Linked DNA regions of Mus musculus: region 1 is linked to region 2. Evidence: chromatin contacts called from public Hi-C data. All regions are on one chromosome and are shown on one strand. The core of a region is the stretch at or near the end of the contact, and the rest is flanking DNA. Distances in the headings are between cores, read along the strand shown. Region 1 overlaps Kcnt2 (potassium channel, subfamily T, member 2). Region 2 holds the start of Cfh (complement component factor h).

Region 1 (5,388 bases), core at 872-3,371, 83 kb after region 2:
AGCAAAATGGCAAAGGGAATGTAAAATTTACAATACTTGTTCCAAATAAGTAAAATATAAAACAAGCATATATACAAAAACAAAAACAAAAAACAAACAAAAAAAAACAACCCAAACTTCATTTTTCCCCCACCTTCACAGTCCATTTCCACAGAACCTATGATCTGATATGCAAGTCAAATGTCTCCATCTCGTTGAAGAGGTGAATTTTTAAAGCGTCTGGCCCACGGCCAGGGTTGCATCACAGCTCAGAAAGTTACTGCTGATTCTCATGCCTTTTCATGTTCCCCTTGTTTCCTGCCTTTTCCCCCTTGAACACTCTTCCTGGTCTATCTTTCTGTTTATTGCTTCATTTAATTTTTATAACTACTCTCTGGAGTTGCCATTTCTCATAACTTTAATTTTCCTCAACTAGATTCCAAGTTCCTTTTACATATTAGCCTCATATTTAGAAGCACTAAATACTTGGCAAATATTCAGTTGTCAGCTTTTTATACCCAGGAACAATCACTGATTCTGAGTAGAACATGCATTTTCTTAGTCTTCTCTCAGAGGGTCCGGTCTTAGTGGAAACAATTTTTCTCCCTAGCGTTCATATTTTGCAACCTGCAGCTCCCTGATACACAGACAATTATACAAGCGTAATGTTTGATTTGGAACTGGGAGCAGTCTTCCGAATACTAGACTGGGTGGCAAACCATGCATTTTGCTTGTGCTTTGGCAAACTTATTCAAAACTCCATCTGGAATTCTGAAGCCAATTAATTTCATCCTTAATCCCAAGGTTCCTGGCCCAGTAAAATCTACAAATGTACTATTAACATTTTAGTAGAAAAAAAATAACAGGGATTTTTTTTGACAACATTCCTAGTCACTCCAGTGTTTAATGATGAAATTTTATCACAGTATGCTCAATCATCTCTCTTCTTTGTTTCATCCCATACTTTACAGATTTTTATGCTCTGAGAAGACACCTCTGTTAACCCCCCCCCTTTTTTGTGCTGAGCCTTTGAGAATTCTGACATGATTATAAACACAATCCCTACACCTTCCATTTTTCTCAGATCTGCTTGGGTTTACTTAATTTTACTCAGCCACCATGTGTCATGCTTCTGGATATACACTGTCCTTAACAAGTCATATAGCAACACAACTATTTCTCAGAGGCTGTTGCTCTGCATTACAGCCTTTGATAATTCTTCCTGAACATTACATTGGTGCATTATGTAAGGCTTCTTGGATGCCTTTGCAGTCCTGGGGTTGAGTGCAAATTTTCATTCTTTTTACTTTTTTATTCTTTTCCACTCATTTCTATGCAAGAGCCATGTAATATGTGTGTGTGTGTGTGTGTGTGTTTGTGTGTGTGTGTGTGTGTGTGTGTGTGTGTGTGTCTGTGGGCTGCTGACGAGGCCAGAAGAGAGCGTGGAGTACCTTGGAGACTCCTACTCTACGGATATTCAGAACTGAACTCATGTCTACTGAAAGAGCAGGATGCAAGCTTCTCCAGCAAGCCATCTTTCCAGACTCCACTCTTACGATCATGTGATCATCTTAGTGCTCGATTTGTTCAAAAGCCAGCTTTAACAGTGCATTAAGCTTCTTGGCTGTCATATCCAGGTCTGTCTGGCACTTCCTTGTAAGGCTTAGATTAAGTTACTTCTGGAAATGAGCAGTAAGCTACCCTGTCCTCTAATCTGTCCTTTCAGTCCCCACTCTTCCTGACAGACACAGCACTTCTTTATTTTACTTTCAAGCAACTTCTTCCCTTCCTCATTTACTTCATGAATACTTTTTCCTACCATCTCTTAACCAGTACTATTCTTTCTTTCTTGCTCTCATTTACCTTATGTTCCCTGGACTTAATTTTCCCCCCTGCCCTTTAGCTATAAAGGGGTCCTCTGAAATATCTGTTTTTTAAGAGTCATATTAAACCTAACGACAATTTGGTTTCTATTTTTCTAACTCTCTGTTTCTCACATTGCTCTTTTTACTCTCATCCTGTTTTTCCCCTTTCCTCCATGAACCGTGAATATTTTTATTTCTATCTTACAGGCTTGCCACCTTTAACTTCCTTCAGGAATTGCGTTTGGCCTCAGATGCTTTTTCAGACCTTTGCTCTTTTCCCTCACTTATCTCGTTTTAGTTTATTCAGTCAAAGCACAGCAGCACTATGACATAGCGATAGTTCTCAAATCTTAGCATTTGTTCAGACTCTACTCAGGGCTGTAAAACTGTACAGATTGCTTCCCATTGGGGGTCTTTGTGTGGTTACACAATAGATGCCTCAATCCTGTCTGCCCCTAATTAATTTTATTACTTGTTCTTGAAACTGTCTCCTGATATTTTCTCTTTGGGAAAATCGTACAAATAGGCAGTGAGGCATTCCAAGACTGGATCAATAGTCTGTTCATCTAAAAATTGATTTACCACTGGACTCTATCATTTAACCCATAGACAGCTTAAATATAGGACTGGGAATAGTTCAGGCAGCCACTTGTTTGCCTTGCTAGCACACGGATCTGAGTTCAGACTCCGGGACCTTTATATATTAGTAAGTTTTCTGTTGTCACGACAGAGTACCCTGATTAAAACAAAACAAAACCCACCAACCAAACACACAAAAAACCCCAACAACAACTTTGAGGGGAAAAAAGAGATTTATTTTGACTTATAGTTCTAGAGGGCATTCAGGACCTCACTTTGGGAAAGGATTGTCAGCAGGAATGTGAGGCTGGCTGACCACATTTCATCCAAACAAGGAGTTTATTTGGGGCCAGGGGAACGGGTATCAGAAAGAGTGATAGGGAGAAACAGGAAGTGGAGCCAGGCTCTGAAAGCTCAAAGCCTGCTTCCACTGACATACCTCCCCCAGCCAGGTTCCATCTCCTGAATGGTTCACAACTTCCAGCACCACTAGCTTAGGACCAAGGATCTTCACACACAAGCCTGTGGGGGCAATTTCATGTTCAGACCACACCGAGGTTTTTTTAAATGTTTAAGTAAGGCATGTCCCTAGGGCCTTTTGACATGTCAGCCTAGCCAATTTGGAGAGTTTGAACATACACAAGCATACACACACACACACACGTGTGTGTGTGTGTACAAACACAGCCATGCTTGCACATGCACAGAATCACATACAAATGTATGTATCCACCAACACATACAAAGGCACTCATACACTCATGAATATGCACATACACATACACATACATTCACACATGAGGAAACAGGATACATTTGTGACTCCCTTCACAAGAGAGGCACTCATGCTTTCTTAGACAACTGAGAAGTGTCTTCTGTCCCTGAATACTACTGTCTGGACTCTCCTCTGTCTGAAATAAGCAAATACCTCTAAGACCTCTAACCTCTTCCCTTCTGTCATTTCAAGGTCATCTTGTAACTGACTAGATATTGCTTGATTTTTGTGGTAGCAGTCTTACAAAGATTTTATTTTTTTCTGAAAAATCTTTGTTCTAATAATCCTTTATATCATCTATGTTTTATTCTATCCAAATCTTCATTATATTCTTATTGTCAGTTATCTACTTTCCAAAAGCTGTGTATGGTTCCTGTGCACTTTGATGCATTATTGAGCATAGAGGAGCAGTAAAAAGAGAACCAAAGTGTCTAGTGTTTGTAGAGAGGTACTAAGGCAGTGATCATAGCCGAGGCAAACAAGAATTTGGCTGTCATCTGCTAGGAACTCATTGATTTGCCCTCTACCATTATACCTTACCCTTAAAATTTTCTAACATACCCCGTGTTTCTTTTCACAAGTGTCCTGGTCTGTTTACAGAAAGAGGAAGATAGCTCTCTTTATTAAATGCTAACAGTGCTAATATTAGGCTTTGTATTTTTAGTCATGTCATTAGTTATGCATGACCAGAGGTTGCAGTTTATTTCTTCAGAGTCTAAACTGAGTGCAAAAATGTCAAATAAAATGATGTCCTTTTTCTTTATTTTCCCACTGACCCTTTCTTGCCTTTGAAAGTGTAAGACAACACAAATTTAAGGCAATAAACAGAAAAAAGGATACAGGGGCTAAAATTAGGGAAGAACTGAACTGTCTTAAATCTCTGCAGCTGCTTTGGGGACACCTTGGATTGAAATTTATTCATGCAATTTAGCCCCACAGTAGAATATTTGGGTAACCTCAGACATTTGTAGGCATGCTTTGCTATACTCTTAGACTCACTGAGGCTTATGATAATATTTATTCTTCACATTGGAAGACACTGTGCAATGGAGAGGTTAAGTAACTGACGAATGATCATAAAGCTAGAAAGTGGCAGAGTCAAGAACTCAAGCCTTATTTTATTCCTTCTGGCTAAGAGATTGTACCGAGAGAAGGAAGGTGGGCATAGGAAGGGAAAGTGACTGAGGACTTATGGGGACTTTCACTTTCAAAATGTAGTGATGTGTGAGCATACACAATATGCTTGATAAATAGATATTTTTAGAGAATGTTTTATTTGAATTTTTAAATTTAAACTTTGTTCTAAGTTGTAGCTGTTGACTTCCTGTTTTAGGGCAGAAATATTTTATAGCAGGTTTAGTACAGCCCTATGACATACACCCACTGCTTGCTGGTCCCCTATGTAGTCATTAAAATTTCTTAGGGCACAAGCAAATTTGCAGACCATCTGACTATTTAATTCTCAAAAATGAATAGTGTACGACAGTTTGATTATAATTTTTTTGTTTATATTTTTAATCTTGGGATCTAGTTCTTTTCATTCTGCTGTTTGCCTGGTTTTTTTGTTTGTTTGTTTGTTTTGTTGTTTTTTTTTTGTTTTTTTGTTTTTTTTTCCAAGTCACCCATTGAAAGTGTTGCTACAAACAGTATCAGAACTGCAGAGATTTTTCTCATTGCAGTCAGAAGCTTCACAGGGTCTGTCAGCTGGTATGGACAAAAACAATGAAACAAACATTGACCACTTTCCATCCTCCCCAACTTGCTTTTTAGTCATGGTGTTTCATCACAGCAATAGAAAACCTAACTAAGACTGGGGTTGTGAATTACAGAAACAGTCAAACCTGACTCTGTTAATCTTGTGTTTCTGTCAAGATGACCACAGACAACTCAGCATGATTTGTTTCTAGCTAATGATATTGTATAGGTTTACTCTTGGTAGTCAACGATGATGTTTCTTAAAGGAATTATTTTATTTATAATAGTAAAAAGTAAAAAAGAAAAACAAAACAAAAATCTCAGTACGGCTTTATGGATGCATGGAATTTGTTGCCTGTTAAGTTTGCTCTGAATGACCAGGAGGGGAACTGAGAGTGCCTTTATATCTCCCTTCTTTTTCAAATCTCATGCCACAGTATCTGTTTGCTTAGGTTAGAGATAGGGAAAAACGAAAACAAAATAAACAACAGCAGC
Region 2 (5,012 bases), core at 487-2,986:
TTTGATATTGAAATTCTGCTTTGTAATTATGTAAGCATATTAATTCAATTTGCATCAATTAAGATTTAAAAATTAGATAAAAATAAAATACTTCTTTCTTTAATCATATGTATCTAAAGAAATCTCTTAGTAAGCATTATTATTCAAGTAGAGCATCAAAATAAAAGATGAAACATTGACTTTGACAAAATAAAAAGTTGAGTTATGTTTGGTAATATCACCATTGATTTAGAATTACTGGTCAATATTTCATTTTAGCAATACTTATATTTTCATACACAAGGAAATGACTGCCTTAATCTTAAATATAAGATTCAAAAGCTAAAATATAAGGAATAATATTAGAAAATATGATTTAAAAAGTTTACTCTTTCAAAAAGTATTAAATACCCTTAAATATTTTTTTAGAATTTTACAAAAAGATATAACTAAGAATCTGTATCTATTCTTCTTCCCAGATTTGGTAAATATTCAGTCAGAGGTTGTTAGAATTCTTTAGTGAAGAGGCTACAGCAAAGCCTCAAGTTACAAAGCATTAGCTAAGAGAAACATTTAAGGAAATTATTAAAGTTATGTCATTCACTTGAAATAAAAAGTCAGGGATGGCAGTCACTCCCACCTGTAACCTCAGCCCATGGGAGGCTGTCAGGAGGACTACAGTGAGTCCAAGGGTGTAGTGACACCCTATCTTAAACAATCAAAACACAAAGAAGAGTTAATTAATTGTTTTTTCACATAACTAGTTGCCTATCATAAATTAGCAGAGTAAACTCTTTCGATGGATAAACTAAGCAATTTTTGGTAGAATTTAAGTGAATAATAAAGTCGGAATTTCTGTTACTGCCATGAAAGAAGAACTCCAACACTCATATTACCTACCTCAAAATGGCTTTCAGAAGCAAATATGCCTCACATGTACTCTCAGAAAACAAAACCAGGAACAAATCAGATCCTTCCAATACTGTGTACAGATTATCTGTCAAATTTTATAATCATTTTATCTCATGCTTGCAGTTCTTATGAACAAAACTTTTAAAGCCATGGCAGTATCAGTAAAATGATGTATTTATGAAGGGTTAGAAATATGCCTGAAATAAATCCACTCATTAAAATAAAAGTGAATGCTTTCATTAAGTTTGGATGTTTACATATTTCTTACTAGTTTTACATAAAATATTTCAGGGACACTCATGAACAAAACAGGAGCCTGTATCATGATAACTAAAAGTTGAATGACTATGCCCAATTATAGATTGCAAATGGTTGTTTAAAGCACTGTCTCGAGTTTTACATTTCGCCAAATTATCAACTACAATAGTCAAATGAACAGTTTACAGTTTTTAAACTTACCACCCAAATCCACTAAGTAACAGACTAGTAATTACATATATTTTCCAGACATAATTTGAATGATTGCTGTGAGAAACATTTTCTGCAAATGTTTTATAATTTGGCTCAGCAAGAAGGAGAAAAGAATGTTTCCAGCTTACCTTCTGCTGCACAAACAGTCCATAATATAAGCCAAATAATTCTTGCTGACAGTCTCATAATTTGGATCTTTCTGGGACCAACTGACTCCAAGAGAAATCTGTGCTGTACCATCCAGTTCCTCTCTGCTATGAACTGTGGTCACAGCAGGGAAAGACTTGCTTCAAAGGGAAGTTGAAAGTCAGTTTAGGAAATCAGGATTGCTCCGCCCATGAGCAACTTCTGCAAAGTAAACTAAAATAGTAGACCACAAGTCCAGCAGCATGGGCGTTTTATCTCTTGTTGTTACTATGCCCTGTCAGTGACCTGCTGGATTGTTCTTGTAAATCACAGCTTGTTTTGCTTGGAAACAAGTTCACATTTCTGGAAATGTGAGCAAGGGCTGGATTTCATAATCCTTTAAATTGTGTTCTACTGTGGACAAACCACAGAACAGAAAGCATGAAGGCACATTTAAAAATCATTGAGAGAACTTCAGTTAGGCAGTGTTTTCAGGACCAACACCCATGCATACATAATACAGAAATGTTGAAAAGATTGTCATGCTAATGGATGTTGATTATGGGATTGGTTTTCTAAAATTAATGAATTGAATCTCCCAAGAAATTCTTTTTATATGTGTGAAGCAACTGGTCTGTGAGGACCTTGGTCTAGCAAACTTTATATGCCCCAGTACAGGGGAAAGCCAGGGCCAAGAAGTGGGAGTGAGTGGGTAGGGAAGCAGGGCTGGGGTGGGGAGGGAGGGTATAGGGGACTTTTGGGATAGCATTTGAAATGTAAATAAAGAAAATATCCAATAGAAAAAGGAAAAAAATAAGTAAAAAAAACCCATCAACTTGAAATGCTAATTTTCTAACTTGTCATTGAGGTATTTTATAGTAAGAAATATAGAGGTGGAAAAAAAGTGTCAGCAGCATGCTGAATTGATGCAGAACTGAGGCAGATATTCAACTCCCAACCTAATAACCTTGGTACCCTCTGTGCCCTCCAGGTTTCCTTCCACCCACTGTCAGTGTTTCTAAGAACATGGACTGTATTTACCTGTACTTTATGTAATTTACTCCTGTATTTACGTAGAACTGTGTTTGTTGGACATGGCTCCTAACTGTTCATTTGTCATTCTATGTAATATTCAATTATTTGAATATAGCACAATTTTTAGTTGTTCCTGTACATGGTAAGGACAGATTTCAGCTTGAAAATAGTACAAATTGGGCTACGAATGTTAGATAGTGTGGGGTTTGGTAAGCTGTTGTAGCTCAAGCATATAGATGAGTTAACTGAGCATAGAGCACTTAAACACTTTCTTAAAGCCATAAACTGTCAGGAGTGCGATACTCAAGCTGATGGTCTAATATCCAAAGTCTATACAGAACGGCGTTTTCGGATGGCTTGTTTTCTATTTCATTAAATGTGTAGGAATTCAACTGCCAGTAACTCATTGTAGTAGTTGCGTGTCTTGTGGATGTGACAAGATGCCAGAGAAAGCTGCTAAGGGAAGGATAGGTGTATTTCTTTCTTTTTTTTTTTTTTTTGGAAAGGTGTATTTCTGCTCACAGTTCCCAAACAGAGAGCCTGCCAATCAGGGAAGAACAGCCTAGGAGCATCCGGTCACGTGGTGACAGCAGTCCTGTTACAGAGAGCAGTGATGAATGTTGCTGAGCTCATTTTGGTTTTCTTCAGTCATGGACCCCTCCCCATGAAAGACACTGATATCAGAACAATTTACAAACCCTCAAATTCAGAGTGTTTAATATTAATCATGTCACAAGAGCTTAGTGTCCTGACATGCTGTTCATTTTGTCAAAGAAATTTGACAGAAGTTTTCAAAAGTTTGCCAATAATAAAAACTTACAGACATTATAAATCATGGTGAACTTGTGATGACATTTTTGTTATTTTGCTAACAATACACAAATTCTAAGCCACTCTGATAGAATTTTTTTCCTTTTTTATCTTCAGTGAAGCCATTATAAAATAGAGGCTTATAATAAAATAATCAAAAATGTAGATAGCCAAGAATGTGAAAGTTAAAAGTAGCACATGTCTTATTATATAATTAATATGCATATTGTGTTACTTTTTAACTCTTTCTTATTCATCATTGTTTGTGGTTCAAAATCTATTTTATTATTATCCAAGTTCCTTTGAAAAGATAATTATACAACTTATCTCATGAAAAATATGCTGAGGGTAATCCCTGTTGGCTGTGGCCTGAGAAATTACATATTTACTTAGACACTTAAAAAGGGACTACATACCCTTTATTGGGCCAAACTGGTGTCTAGAGACAGATGAAAAGTCCAGAGGCACTCAGCTCTGAAATTCACACAGTGGTAGGCAAGAGACTGCAATGCTGACGGCACTTAGTAACATGACTGTTTGTATGCACAATTGCTCTTTTTTATTTTTACTTACCAATTTTAAACTTATACTTTAAGGTAATTCATCTTTATTTTATTTTATTTTATTTTTATTTTGGGGGGGCGTGGTTTCGAGACAGGGTTTCTCTGTATAGCCCTGGCTGTCCTGGAACTCACTTTGTAGACCAGGCTGGCCTCGAACTCAGAAATCCACCTGCCTCTGCCTCCTGAGTGCTGGGATTAAAGGCGTGTGCCACCATGCCCAGCAAGATAATTCATCTTTAATTTTACCTACTTAAAACATTTTATCTTAGCACGGCAAAGGTGGCATGCCTTTGATCCCAGCACTCAGGAGGCAGAGGCAGGTGGATTTAGGCAAAATGTGAGTCCCAGGACAGCCAGGGCTATACAGAGAATTTTTGTCTCGAAAAACAAAAGAAAACTAAAACAATAACAACAACAAAAACAACATGTTATCTTAATTTTTAAATTTAATTAATTAAATAATTAATTTCACACATGAATATGCTACATTCAAATAATATCTACACCTCTCTTTCCCACCATCAACTCCTTCCATGTTCTTCATGCCCTCTCTAATTCTTGTCTTCTTTCTCTATAATTACTGTCCTATACATACACATATGTGTATATATGTGCACACCCACAATCTCCTGAGTCTAATTAATGTTGCTACACATATATGTGTGACCACTCTGGATTAGAAAAGCTATAAGAAGGTTGGTGCCTGAAGACAACTGATTATCCGAGCCATCAAGTGCCTTAACACTTCATCTAGGCATAGGGCCTTGTGAATTTTTTTTAAGTTTTCCTTTTCATGATCTCGTGTCAACTTGGGAAGTTCTTGTGCAGGCAACCATATTGTTAAATGTATAGGAACACCAACTCAATGTTGTCTAAAAGATACCATCTCAAAATAGTGATTCTGATCCTCTGGCTTTTAAAAATATTTCTTTTCTCTTTTTTATTAATTAATTAATTAATTAATTTTTTACACTCTATATTTTACTCCCCCTCCCGTCCACCCTCAGACTGTTCCACACTGCATTCCTCCTTCCCACATCTCTGTCTTCACATAGATATCCCAACTCCCCAACCCCTGACCTTTAAACTCACTGAAGCCTCCAGTCTCTTAGGTTA

The links. Hi-C and Micro-C count contacts between places; a contact is called where the count stands out from the background.
Region 1: a contact with region 2 is called in a Hi-C map of liver, with 3 times the contacts expected there. The contact joins the enhancer-like site here to the promoter of Cfh in region 2. A contact is called at or near these places in 9 of 39 promoter capture datasets (the C10 cell line, the SN4741 cell line, cranial neural crest and 5 more), 1 of 15 datasets of contacts at CTCF or cohesin (embryonic stem cells), 14 of 484 Hi-C or Micro-C datasets (cerebral cortex, cumulus cells, embryonic stem cells and 4 more), 4 of 115 datasets of contacts at active chromatin or transcription factors (embryonic stem cells, heart atrium and hepatocytes) and 3 of 9 other capture datasets (adipose tissue, liver and pancreatic islet).

Annotation. Positions count from the first base shown.
Region 1 is chr1:140,264,665-140,270,052 of GRCm38.p6, forward strand. All of the region lies in intron 1 of Kcnt2 (potassium channel, subfamily T, member 2), which reads left to right. Among named protein-coding and RNA genes, the nearest start is that of Kcnt2, 22 kb to the left of the region's middle. Within about 2 kb of position 2,122, at least 8 of the 459 cell types and tissues checked have an H3K27ac peak or open chromatin away from gene starts, as enhancers often do. A contact at or near this core is called in granulosa cells, hepatocytes and liver, where this site is marked.
Region 2 is chr1:140,181,675-140,186,686 of GRCm38.p6, forward strand. Cfh (complement component factor h) reads right to left here and starts at 1,737. Exons shown (of 22, transcript NM_009888.3): 1 at 1,491-1,737. The coding sequence starts at 1,602.